Regions from separate parts of the Sus scrofa genome. Here region 2 is linked to region 1. The links are chromatin contacts, called in public HiChIP or PLAC-seq maps. All regions are on one chromosome and are shown on one strand. The core of a region is the stretch at or near the end of the contact, and the rest is flanking DNA. Distances in the headings are between cores, read along the strand shown. Region 1 overlaps GRK5 (G protein-coupled receptor kinase 5). Region 2 overlaps RGS10 (regulator of G-protein signaling 10).

The links. HiChIP or PLAC-seq counts read pairs in DNA pulled down with a chosen protein or histone mark.
Region 2: a contact with region 1 is called in an H3K27ac HiChIP or PLAC-seq map of alveolar macrophages. The contact joins two enhancer-like sites. A contact is called at or near these places in 1 of 47 Hi-C or Micro-C datasets (heart right ventricle) and 1 of 2 datasets of contacts at active chromatin or transcription factors (alveolar macrophages).

What each region holds. Positions count from the first base shown.
Region 1 is chr14:129,186,923-129,193,633 of Sscrofa11.1, reverse strand. The region is part of intron 1 of GRK5 (G protein-coupled receptor kinase 5); the gene reads right to left. Among named protein-coding and RNA genes, the nearest start is that of GRK5, 76 kb to the right of the region's middle. Within about 2 kb of position 2,358, at least 15 of the 83 cell types and tissues checked have an H3K27ac peak or open chromatin away from gene starts, as enhancers often do. A contact at or near this core is called in alveolar macrophages, where this site is marked.
Region 2 is chr14:129,391,858-129,398,458 of Sscrofa11.1, reverse strand. The region is part of intron 4 of RGS10 (regulator of G-protein signaling 10); the gene reads left to right. Among named protein-coding and RNA genes, the nearest start is that of RGS10, 29 kb to the left of the region's middle. Within about 2 kb of position 2,873, at least 22 of the 83 cell types and tissues checked have an H3K27ac peak or open chromatin away from gene starts, as enhancers often do. A contact at or near this core is called in alveolar macrophages, where this site is marked.

The DNA.
Region 1 (6,711 bases), core at 1,109-3,608:
AGGGAACTCCAGGGCCTCTATTTTCTCATGTGTTGAATGGTAGATAAAAATACTTTCCCTCCCTGTTCACGAGATGGCTTTAAGAGCGCAAGCGAGCCTCACACTTAGCCTTTTGGCCTTAAACTACAGGTGGTACATAACTTCTCTAGGCCTTAGTTTTTTACCTATAAAATGAGACAATTCTTGCCCATGAGGCTGCCGGAAAGATGACATAGGCCGATGCTCCCTGGTGCTAAGTGCACGGCCTGACCCAGAGCTAGTGCTCAGTGTCACTGAGATTAAGTCATTAAGGGAGCTTTGGAAACCACGAAGTCAATAGGACTAGAGAGCCTTACCCTGCCCTGGCTGGCAAAAGGCATCCTTAAATTGGTGTAGGACTGCAAATGTGCTTATTCCCTGGGGGTAAGAACTACATTTGGCACTTATTTATTTTTTTAGAATTCTCTGAAAGACCCCCAAAATAGCCACCCACCTAAGGCAGCAGCCCAAAAACAATGAGCGGATGAGCCCGGAGCAAAGGCACCAGGCGACCGTGAAGGCCGAGGAGGAGGGCTGAGGACACAGTTCCTTCCTGGCTCCGGGAAGAGAGCTCTGCACCCACCAGCGCCCGAGGCAGCTGTGGTCACGCTGTCACAGCCAATGCCACTGGCAGGACCCTCCCACCCACCCATCCCAAACCCGAACAAGTAATCCCGAAAGGAACCTGTGCCCAGAGGCCTGCTTTTCCAAGGATGCCAGGCTGAACCCCTACCTTGGTGCATAGCTAAAAGGGCAGCACAGATTTCACGGAGTCTCCTGCTGATTTGCGTTCCTCTGGAAACCCAAGGAACACTCCTTTGCTACTGAGGCCAGCTTGCAGAAAGTGGAAGAGATCACGCCACAGGAAACCTGAAGGTCCTGGAGAAAGACCCCATCGACCACCCCACCCCCTACCCCCAGCGTGGCCCACCTGCTCCAGTGGCCACCACCATGATGCTGCTACTGCTGAAGACCCCCCACCCCAAGTCCACTCCCCACCAGGGTCACCCTCAAGGGCCAACTCCAGGCTCACCCCTTTCCCCGCAAAGCCTCTCCCACTGCTCATCCCAGGAACCACCTCTCCGGTCCCTCCTGCTCTCCCATGATCCTCTCCGCTCCATCCTGGGTGCACTGACTGAATCAACGTGCTTCCATCTTTGACTTGTACTGCGCTGGGCTGCTGCTGGGAGTACAGGGACAAAAGCCCCCTCCTTAGGGAGCCCAGTCCAGGAGACAAGACAGGTAAGGAAGCAGATGATTCTGCCCAACACAGTGGGCTCCAGAACCCACAGGAACAGAAGGCTGGAGGAGCACAGGAGGGGAAGAACCAAACCAAGGAATCTAGAGGGATGTTTCATCATGACCTGCAAGAACAAGCAGGTGTCCTGCAAGCAGAGAAAGGTGAGATTCGATTCCAGGCAGAGAGGCTTCAGAGGGTCAGGGGTCCTTGGCAATGGCTGGATCACGGGGTGCTGGGAAGGGACAGGAGTCTGGCAGGAGACACTGGGGCCAGTTTGCCGGAGGAAAGCCATGATCAGATGCAAGTGTCAGAGCCATCATGATGTTGGCCAGACCAGGAAGTATTGCAGGGGCTATGGCAAAGATGCAGGAAAGAGAAAGAATGAGACTTGGAACCAGCATAGTGGCCGTAGAGGTGAGAACAAAGGACAGAGGTGATATGGGCCAGAGATGGAGAGAAGGGGATAGAGGCATCTTCCAGCAGCTGCTCAGCACTTGGAGGTTCTTATGATTCACCCTCCCCTGCCAAGCAATCCTCCTGGCAAGCAGTGACCAGCTTTCCTACTTTTCTTGAACACAAAGCAGCCTCTCCATTAAGAAGTACTTGTGGAACCACCAGTTTTAAACTCTAAAAGGGTCTCTAAAATGTAGGTATATGACAGGCCTGGCCCTGATCAACGCGGAACAAAGAGCACGGCTGTACAAATGGGAAACGAGAACCCTACCTAGGCTACCCCGCTCAGGCCAAAGACAGTTCAGCCGGACCTTAATGAAACTGCCTCCAGGAATTCAGTCAACAAACTGCTGCTGGGTCATGGGGAGACTCAAGAAGCGGGGGCATCTAGCACAAAGACCAAGACATAGGAAGTCATTCTCTTCAGGCTTCTGCTCATCACTATTCACGTGGCTGTGTGACTATGGCCCAGTCGCCTACCCTCTCTGGGCCTCAGATCTTCCATCCACCAGATGAGAATTCAGGGCCTATAAAAATGCCCGCAGGCTGCTGCCATCCTTGCCCGCCCCGCCCCAACCACAGGAGAAAGCCATAAGCAGGGCAGGTCTGCCTCCCATCCTGCCCCACACTGTGCCCAGAATACCACGCCCAAAAGCAAAGACATTAAGCACTTCCTCCTGCCAAGGAGAGGCCTGTTTACAGGCCTCAGTAGGTCCAGTCCTAGGTCTTCAGAAGGGGAGGAAAAGGCGTTCAGAAATCCTTGATCGCAGCAATGACCAAAACAGCTCCAGGTTCAACCTGCAGAAACCTCTCAGACTCTCTGAGGAGGGGCCACGTACACATGACTTGGGCAGAAGAGGGTTCTAGGTGGCAGCCCCCATAGCACAAACCAAAACAAAGAGACCACAGTATTCTTCCCACCCCTCAAAGTCTTTTTTTTAATTAAAAATCTCTTTTAAAATGACAGTTCTGAAAATAAAATATGCTCCCTTACCATATTTTCTCATGAAGTTAAAAATACAAGTGTTGCAGAGAAAAAAGTTTTGTTTGAGGTCAGAGGCGGGTGGGGCGGGGAAGGCATGTTTTTTGAAATCTTGGAAAATAAACAGACTCGGCCCTCATCTGCAGGCTTTCTGGGAATGTGACCTGAAGTGCCGCTGGGGGTCAGAGAGCTGTTTAAAGGAAAGTTCAAGGGCACGCCTGAGACCAGGGGTTAGGGTATTGGACACTGTGTCCCCCTCCTGCTGGCCGCTCAGGACACGAGTGTCCAGGAGATGAGAAACTGAGTGAGCAGGTGAGAAGAAGGGCCCCACAGGCAGGTCAGCGCAGAAGGACCTTATCTGATGGGGCCAGGGTGTGGGGACACACTCCAGGCAGGCAGCAGCAGTGACACCAGTAAGAGCTGGTGGAGTTACTGTCCACTCAGGGGACAGGGTCACACTGGGTGGCCCCTCAGCCTGGCTCATCCATGCTCAGCAGTAGCTCAAGAACCCACAATAAAGCCAGTCTGGGGAAGGTCAGGAAGCAGGGCTCAGAGGTGACTCATGCAGTTAATGTGTTTATTAAGCACCTACTATGTGCTTAGACCATGCAACAGACACGTAACTACAACTAGCAAGACAGAGCTGACATTCAGCGCTCAGAGCCCCTCCCATTCCCTTTGCCTTCCCCACCTGGCGGACCTCCTGACAAACCCCAGCAGCCTGGACTGGAGAGGGCCGTGCCCCTGCCCTCGAGGCTCGTAAACCCCGGGGGATGGAGGGCTCTACGGGCAGTCAGGGTGGGGAGCAGCACATGGGGTGCTGTGTGGCCAGCCAGCATCGTGCCCTCATAGGAGGTACACACGCTGCCAGAGTCCAACCCTGGGAGTGCTCCGGTCCCACGTATGAGGACCACCCAGCCTAGAAGGGGAGCCCCCGAGGGGGAGCCAAAAGCCTAGGATTCGGATGCACCCAGGAGCAGCCTGAGCTCCATGCAGGGTTTTGGAATCAGACAAGGCTCAGTTTGGACCTAAGGCTCCCTATTCACTAGCTGTGTCTACCTGGACCAATCACTTCGCCTCTCTGAACCTGGGTCGTCTACGGTGACATGGACGTGACAGTGCCACCCTCCCAGTGACCAGCTTGCCATGGGCACTTGGGAAAGCAGAGAATGACCCTCCCCCGATCTGGACTCTACAGAGGGATGGACAGAAGTCTTGGAGACAGGGGAGGTGACCATGGATTTTGTCAGAGAAGGTTCGAAACATTTTAAAGGATGAAAAGTCAGAGTTCCTGTTGTGGCTCAGTGGATTAAGAATCTGACTAGTAGCCATGACGATATGGGTTCAATCCCTGGCCTTGCTCAGTGGATTAAGGATCTGGCATTGCCGTGAGCTGTGGTGTAGGTCACGGATGTAGCTCGGATCTGGCGCTGCTGTGGCTGTGGCGTAGGCTGGAGGCTGCGGCCCCAGTTCAACCCCTAGCTGGGGAACTTCCATATGCCACGGATGTAGCCCTAAAAAGAAGAAATAAATAAATAAACACAAGATGAAATGTCATCGGAGCTAAGCCTGGAATTGGAATACAATTTCTACAAAAAGTAGACAAGGTATTCTAATGCCAGAGGAAACAGGCATTTTTTCCTTGGGGACTTTCTTTTTTTTTTTTTTTTTTTGTCTTTTGTCTTTTGTTGTTGTTGCTATTTCTTGGGCCGCTCCCGTGGCATATGGAGGTTCCCAGGCTAGGGTTGAATCGGAGCTGTAGCCACCGGTCTACGCCAGAGCCACAGCAATGCGGGATCCGAGCCGTGTCTGCAACCTACACCACAGCTCACGGCAACGCCGGATCATTAACCCACTGAGCAAGGGCAGGACCGAACCCGCAACCTCATGGTTCCTAGTCGGATTCGTTAACCACTGCGCCACGACGGGAACTCCCGTTGGGGACTTTCTAATGCCATTTTTGTCCTGAAATGAAAACATAGTGACGATTAACAGGAGATGGACGGATGTAGCTTCTCCTTCCCCCCTTCCTTCCTTCCTTCCCTCCCTTCCCCTGGTCTTCAACAGAAATGTGTTGAGCACTTACTATGTGCCACACACCATTCTAGGCACAAGGGACAGATGAGTGAGCTGGACACACATGATATCTCTTGGAGTTGACATCAGACCCTCACCACCGCCAGAGTCGAAGCTGGAACTATATACAGCAGCTTTGAGTAGAAACAGACCAAAGGAAGCCCAATGGGCCTTCGCCCCTGACTCCGCACCTCCCCAGCTTTCCTAGTGAAACCGCCACACCCAGGCAAAGGAATGGTGACCGTCCCCCAAAGTGACCACTTCCAGGGGGCACCTGCCTGGCAGGCTAATGCGAGCAGAGACAACAGACTTCCTGGCTCCCTTGAAACCCCTGCAGCCACTCCCAGGTTTCTCGTGTAAATAATCATTTAAACTCCACAACAGCCTTTTCCCTTCAAATTACAGCGAGTTGAAAAGCAGAGTCCACTGAGGCCCACAGACTCCTGAGAGAACTGATCCTGCCTTCAGGGCTTAAGGAAGGGCGAGGGGGCCACAGAGGCCACACACGTAAGACCACCCGGTCCACTGAAGGATTAAAACTGCTCAAAGGCCAATCACAGGTTGCAGCAAGCATGTCAGTCAAAAAAACCTAATATACAAACAAACTCTTTTTCCCACAAGGGGGCAGATTGTACTTCAAAGGACTTAAAACACTTTGGGAACTCAATTAATGAGAGAAATTATTAAGTGAGCTCAAAATTGCCCTGATGAAATAATAAGAATTGCTGAAGCGGGCTGAAAAGCACAGAGGCTTCAGTATATGGTCCTCTCCATATCTGACGACATCTGAAGTTATTCTCAAGACAAATTTTTAAAAATCCAGATGAAACAACAACATGATACCTTAAGGCCATGGGATGAATAAAAAGAAAATAATCACAGTACAGTCAATAAAAATAATAACCCCTGATTTCTGGAGTGTTTTGCCCTATAAAGTGCTTCTCCTTTATAGTGTACAGTGTCTAAGTTGAACTTGCAGGGAAAGTAGGGGTTATCAGACCCATTTTGCAGTCAGGGAAGCTGAGACAGTGTTGCACAAGGACTTGCTGCCAGGAAGCTGAGGACTAAGCACTTGAACTCGGCCGCAGGGCTGTTGAGGGAACTACCTCCCAGTTGTGGCCCAGCCCCAGCAGCTCCCTGCTCCTCCACTCCTGCCTCAGGGGAGGGAGCCTTATCAACTGGCTGTTGGGTTTTCTTAGCGCTCAAATATTTTGCCCAACACTGCTTCTCTTCCCAGGCACCCTAGTCCTGTTTCTGTATCACAGGGTAGGATTTTAAGAACTTTGCCATGGCCCCCATAGGCCTGGCTATTCAGTTGCTCCCCAGGCCCTCTCAGCCCAGCATCCACCTTCCTTGCTGGATCTTTGGACCAAAGTATTACTGGGCTGGTGGATGGGCCTCGGTATAAAGTGTCCCCAGTGGCATAAATCAAGTCATCATAACGGAATGCTTCCTCTGGCCAGTCAACCGTTCCAACCCCAATGCAGAAAACTTTTCAGAAACCTTGTCTAAGAGGAGACTGGCCAGAGATGCCTCTGCCCTCTGCCCCCAAGCCAGGAATGGAGACAGGGGGCGGGGGGGGGGCGCTTCTTACCACCCACCCTCCTCCACTGAACCTTAGGACTTGTCCAGGAAACGTTATAAGAGACAGTTTTAACTCCTTTCATTCAAGACCTATTTGCGAAAACACTAGTGCATTACTACCCCTTTCCACTGAGACCCCCCTGCCCCCCCAGGCCTGGAATTTCTAGTCCCTCCCCCGCAGGCCTCCTCCAAGCCTAAGGTGCCCTAATGCGTCAGCCCACACGGACCCTGTGATGTCCTGGTCTGATGACTTCACTCCTGACACCGGCCCTCAGACGTCCTCTATTTGTATACTCAGAACCTCTGTTATGTCTGAAAGCTCGTAACCTTTTCCGAAGAACACATCGTACCTGTTCTG
Region 2 (6,601 bases), core at 1,624-4,123, 200 kb before region 1:
TGGGGTGGCGAGGAGTGGGACGGGCTCCTGCCATTCCATGTGCAAGACCACGGGCTCCGGAGGACCTGGCTCTCCTGCCGTTAAGGCTTGTGACACGTCTCAAAATCCAAAGGCCTGGCTGTCCTGCCGTTAGGCCAGCTGGGTCTCTGTGACCTGGGCACCCTCACTGGATTGAGACGTGGAAGGTTTAGTGTTATATAAAAAGGAGGAAATAAGGGACAGAGGATGTTTCCTTAAAGTGACAAAAATATTTTAAAAATAATTTTTATTAAAAAAGACTTGTTGGGGTTCCTTGGTGGCCTAGCGGTTAAAGGAGCTGGTGCTGTCACTACTGTGGTGGAGGTTGATACCAGGCCCCAGAAACTTCTGCACGCTCTGGGTACGGCCCCAAAAAAACAGACCCCAAAACTTATCTACTTAACTGGAAAAATCATACAGGCTTGGCAAAAGAAACTTGGGAAACCAAAATGTAAAGATGAAAACAGTTTCATTCCATTCCTGTTGATGTCTAGGCTTTCCATCTTTTTTCTACAAATATGCATGTGCACACACATCTAACATGTGTGGTAGAAGAGTTCAAACTACTCTGTAAAAAAAAAAAAAAAAAAAAAAAAGTGCTTTTATACCCTGTTGTTAAAAGTCATTTATTTGAGGGGGGAAGAGGAGCTATCTTCCTGAGGTGAAACTGGGTGGGGACGAGATATTTGGAATCTGAGCTGATTCTATAGCAAGTCCCTGGGAAGGGCTTCTGGGTTCTGTTTCGCTTTGGAAAACTCTGCCTCGGGGCGGAGTTGGGGGGAACGTGGGGTGGGGGAATTGCTCATAACTATCATAACGGATGCTCAGCACAGTCTGTGGGTCTCTGCTCCCAAAAGGCTCCCGCGAAAGCCGTGTTTTCCTAAATGAAGGAGCGTGAAGCTGAGGGGAGTGTGTTTGGAACAAGACTGCACATTAACTTGAAGACTTCCTCCGCAGCTTTGGCTTTGTTAAGCACCCCTTGGCTTTATCGCCAAGTTGTCTGAACAGCCTGCTTTCAGCACTGGCTCACCAGGAAAACCTCAGGGAGCCTCAGCTCCTCCCCACAGCGGGCAGCACTCCATGCCCTGGAGGCTGCTGATAGGGCAGCATGGATTTGGGGGCACAGCTGGAACCTTAGAAGGACGGGAAAATCCTCCCTGAGCCTCACATGAGATGATCTGACATCCACGAGTCTCATCTAAAGGAGAGCGTCTCAGGTCTTCGTTCAGGTCCTGTTGACTCTTGGTTTACACGCAGTTCTGACAGTTTTGGTTTTTCAGTTCACAGCCAGTTTGAAGTGCTGGTGGTAGAGGCTGTGGAGTAATGGGCAGCAAGAAGCCATGGCTAACAGCCAGGGAGGAAACAAACATGATACTAAACACGAAACCACAGCACGGTGATTGGGAACCACCAAGCGTGGGGGCCACAGCTCCCCACACACCACACTAGGGGCATCCCTGTGCTACAGGGTGGTGACGCAGTTAGTGATCGTAATGACCCCAAAGTATCAAGCAAAAAACAAAGTTTGGCCAGCATATTCACTGCCGAAAGTGTTAAACGTTTTAAAAGAATTTCATCCGATGGAGTTCCCGTCGTGGCGCAGTGGTTAACGAATCTGACTAGGAACCATGAGGTTGCGGGTTCGGTCCCTGGCCTTGCTCAGTGGGTTAACGATCTGGCGTTGCCGTGAGCTGTGGTGTAGGTTGCAGATGCGGCTCGGATCCCGCATTGCTGTGGCTCTGGCGTAGGTTGGCAGCTACAGCTCTGAATAGACCCCTAGCCTGGGAACCTCCATATGCCACGGGAGTGGCCCAAGAAATGGCAAAAAGACAAAAAAAAAAAAAAAAAAAAGGAATTTCATCCAAAATGATCCCTTAAGTTTGGGGGCTTTGTTACTTGGAAAATACATAATTGGAGAGGTTGTCTTCTGCTTTAATTCAGCTCTGCTCCTGTGGCCCAGCGGTGTGCCCAGCTGGCCAGCCCAGGAGAGGCGAGAGCAGTACTGGAGGCATTTCTTTAGCCTAGACTCCAAGGCTGCTATGGGACAGAAGTTGTAGGAAGCAGGAAGGGGGAGGTGATCTTACAGAGAGCTGGTTTCTTCAGTGGCTTTTTGTCTGAAGAATTCCCCTGGGAGGTCTCAGTTCAGTTTCGGTTGGTTTGCTGCTGTGTGGACTTGTTTTTTCAGTCCTTTACGCTGTATGTATCCATGGAGGGCCTGCTCTGTGCCAGGGACTGTGCTAGGAACTGTGTGTGCAGCAAGGAAAGCAGCACCTGTCCACCCAGGAGGCTGGAGGGAGGTAAATGCCAGGAAAGGAATGCAACAGGTGATGGGCTAAGAGTGCCTGGGAAGAGCCCACTTCGGGTCAAGTGGTCAGGGAGGGCCCCCTGAAGAGGCAGCTGAGATCTGAGCGGCCAAGGGGAGCCTGGTGAGAAGGGGCAGGACCTTTCAGGGAGAGCTAATGGCAGGTGCAAAGGCCCTGGGGCTGGAATCCACCCTCTGTGTCGGGGGAGGTCTGTGTGGCTGGAGTGGAGTGAGGGAAGGAAGTGACAGAAGCTAAGTTGGGAGGGACTGGCTGGGGCTAGACCCTGAGGCTGGGGTAACCAGTTTAATTTCAACCCTGTGCTATTTATAAAATGTGCCAGCTAGACTAAGGACCTCTTGAAAGCTGGGCACCTTGGCTCTGATCCCCAGCTCCAGCTGTGCCCGTCATTCATCAGCCAGGCAGAGAACATGGATGACTGCATGCAGAGTGATCTCAGTTACTAGAAAGTCAGCTGCAAACCCTCGGTCTCCTGACCATGGCTCATCATTTGTACCCAGATGGCCTGCCTCCCCTCCCCCTTCCCTACCCCTCCCTGCCCATCACTTCCTGGATGCTGAGTGACAATGCAGATGCACTGTCATTGTCACTGCATGTCAGGTCAGCCAGGAGGGGGAAGTGGGAACTGATGTTTCAGTTTGACCTCCCATCCTGGCCCACGTGGATCCTGTTTCCTGGTGGGGCCTCTGTGGCCTCATCAGTAACGTGGGGCTTTTGGCAAACTCTGCTGCCTCCCCAAGCTACACACAGAGCCACCCGCAAGCCTTCCATGCCCCTGTGTTTAAGAAAAATCACCCCCTGATGGCAACCTTGTTTCCTTAGACCTGATTTTTTTCTCTTTTCTTTGACTTTAGAATTTAGTGGTTATCAAACTTTAGGCAAGATGTGGTCCTTCTCTGAGCCTCAGTTTCCTCATTTGTGAAATTCAGGTTACAATGAGGCAGTCATGAGGATGAAACACAGTGAGGTGCTTAACTTAGTGCGGTGCCTGGTGTGCAGTCAGCTCCCCAGAAGAGGTAACTGTGCCTGTCCTTTAGAATGTCACAGGAAGATGTGCCTTGGCCTCACGCAGTCATTCTTACCTGGGGGTGGATTGTGCTCCTTAGGGGACCCTGGGCCGTGTCTGGAGCCATTTTTGGTTGTCACAGTTGGAGTGGGAATGCTACCCCTGGCACCTAATGGGCAGAGGCCAGGATGCTGCTAAATACCCTGCAGTGCACGGGACCGCCCCCTCCCCCTCCCAACAGACGCATCTGGTCCAAGATGTCAGTAGCGCCAAGGCTGAGGAACCCTGGCTTAATGACTTCTGAAAACGAGATAGTCCACGTGCCTTAGCTTCACTGAGCCCCCAGGCCCTACCTTTTAAAAAAGCAGCAAATGATAGATGTCAGTTTTCTACACTTTAGTGAATCCTGGGAAACCAGTAGGACTGAACCTCGTTTACACAATGTCATTGTGTGTGCGTCTCATTTGACTCTCAAGTTGTCTGGGGAAGGAGGGACCCAACACCTCAGTTTACGAGAGAAAGTTCCCTCGAGGGAAGGAAGGTGACCTGACTGCCCGAGGTCGCAGAGCTGGGAGGGGAAATGGAGCCTGAGCCCAGGGCTTCCGGTTCAGCTGGACCCTTCCTGCCCCACCACTCGTGGGGCTCCTGGGACAGCAGCGTGGTCTCTGGCATTTAAAGACCAACCAATGCTCTCCCCTGGCTTCTCTTTTCCCACCTTCGCCTCCTTTCCTCAGTTCTCATCTCCCATACAACCAGCCCTTGCTGATTCTAGAACATTCCCTCCAGTCACTCAGGCGCTGAGAGGCACCCACAACATGAAGGGGTCAAATTAGTCACAGCAGCCTGACATGCCTTTCTTTTGTACAAGAAATGGCAATGCCCGCCTGTGCTGGCCCTGTCAGCTTGGTGGCCTGAACACATGTGTCCTATTCACCCTCACGGCTAGAACTCCAGGGAGGAAGGCCAGCACAGGAACCCACTAAACCAGCACTAGCCATGAGCACATCCTGTTACTGCTCCACCCAGCATTCTGGACAAGTTAACTTTTAAAATTGTCATTTTTGCTGTGCCTGCAACACATGGAAATTCCCTGGGCCAGGGATTGAACCTGTACCACAGCAGTGACCTGAGCTTCTGCAGTGACAATGCCTGGATCGTTAAGTTACTGTTCCACAAGGGCATGCCTTAAAGTTTTTTTAATTGTTAAATTACTACATGAAGTGAAAAGCTAACACCACCCAGTTCCTGCCTCTTCCCTCTCACTTTCTGCCTTATGTTGTATATCCTTCCAGAACCTTCCCTGAGTATTTGAAAATAGAACACCTTGAACTCTGCTCAGTGACTTGAGGTTGTGCCATGTGAAAGATTTAAAACAGAATTCTGCTCCTACAAGTGTCTGGGCCCCAGTTCACACACCTTTCTATCTCTAAAGCCTCTGGTTTGAATTCCATAGCCTAGCAGGATGGGTTCCCTGGACCAGCAGGGAAATTGGAGAAGACAGAAGTCAAAGTCATTGCAAATGGCAACTTGAGGTCATTGCTTTCTCAGACCATGAAAGAGAAGGCCGCAGGTTTCTTCCAGAAATCTTAGGGGCCCCGGTGTCTACACTTCCTGAGGATTTTGAGTGTTGCTAGGACGCTAAGCCGCCCGGGCTTCGAGGTCGATGCTAAGTCTGGTCTGGGGAGGGCAGAGTGGAGGCGGCCTTCTCCACGGAAAAGGAAGTCCTCCACCTCTGATGTTTAAAAGAAAAAAAATTGAAAGACTTCAGTGAGATGTCAGCGCTCCCAGCCACATCCTTGACAGAAAGGAACCATATGCACAGGCCCCTTTTTAGCACTGTCGTTTCTTTGAATTTCCCCAGAACCCAAGAAGTGAGAAGCGCTTCCTTTTTAGACCTCAGTAAGAGGGGCGGACCAGCTGGCGAGGACCCAGAGGTGGGGGAGGGGCTGCCCTGTCTATGGGGGTCGTTTAGGTGTCCCCTTTCTCCAAGTCTGCAGTGGTGGCTGGAGCCAGGGATCCGGTCGCCTCAGTCTTAGTGCCAGCTGACCTTTGCTCCCAAAGACCAAGCCCAGTCCGGAAAATGGCATGGTCCAGTGGCCAAGCCAGAAAGAGCAGCCCGTGGGCTTTCATTCCAATGGAAGGAACGCTGGCTCCCGGCCTCTGCCACAGCTCTCTGCCGGCTGATGGTGGGGCGGGAAGGACAGCATTTGAAATGCTTAGAGTTATTTTATTTTTCACAACTTTAAGACAGTGTTTAGGGGAAGAAGAGGGCGTGGGGGAGGAATGCCAGAATAGTATTGAATTCCCTCCCTGATGGCAAAAGGCAAAAATAAAACACCTTCACCCCATATGGAAAGCATGTCATTTCAGCTTTGAATTTTAATATTAAGGATTCTGGGAACAGGTGGACGAAGCCCCACCCCCACCCCCTGCAATGCAACAGCACCAGACTTGAGGGCCTGTGAGGGGATTTCACCCCAGGCAGGGGTCTCTGTGCATGTTCAGCATCTTTCTGGAGTTCTGATCCCACTCTGGCACGTTGTCGGCCTCTGGAGGCCTGTCCAGGAAGCAGGAGCACTGTCCAGGTGACAGAACCTTCTGTGTCGCCCTCCCTGGTACTTTGGGAGAAGCGCTGACCTGAGCTTTCTTTTCCACACCTGCTCTCTGCCAGCTGCCCTCAGGCCTTCTTCCCCACTTGGGGTGTGGGGGGCTCACCCCATTTCCCTGTCACCAGAGGGGGAGGGGGGTCTTCAACTCCGGGATGGGAACATCCCTCTGCCTAGTCCCAGCAGCCTCTGTGCTGCCCAGCTGATCCTTGAGTGAGGAATGGAGCGCGAGCTGGCTTTATCTGTGTGGTTATGATAGCTTGTCTGCAGTCTAGGCTCGCAGGTGTGTTTTAGAACTATGCTTCATGGACAGGTGTGCATTCTTTCAACCATTTTCGTGTAAAAACTAAACCAAGTTCCTGAAGCAAATATGAAATCGCCTAAGACTTTCTGTTGTGTTAAGGGATTCGTGTTTTTCCTCCTGATGCCTGGTTGAGATAACAGGGAGGGGGGCTGTGAAGAGCAGGCAGGATGCGTGTTTAGTTTAGGTCTTTAGCATCCCTGTCTTCGAGGAGGGGTTAAAAGATTGATTTGGCCTGCAATGCACTTGATTGAGATGGGGCTGAAACCTTCACAGAGGGGCCCTCACAGCTAGTGAAGCTTCTCACTCTATGGTTGATCATGTGTCTCCGCGGGAGCCCTTCCCTGGA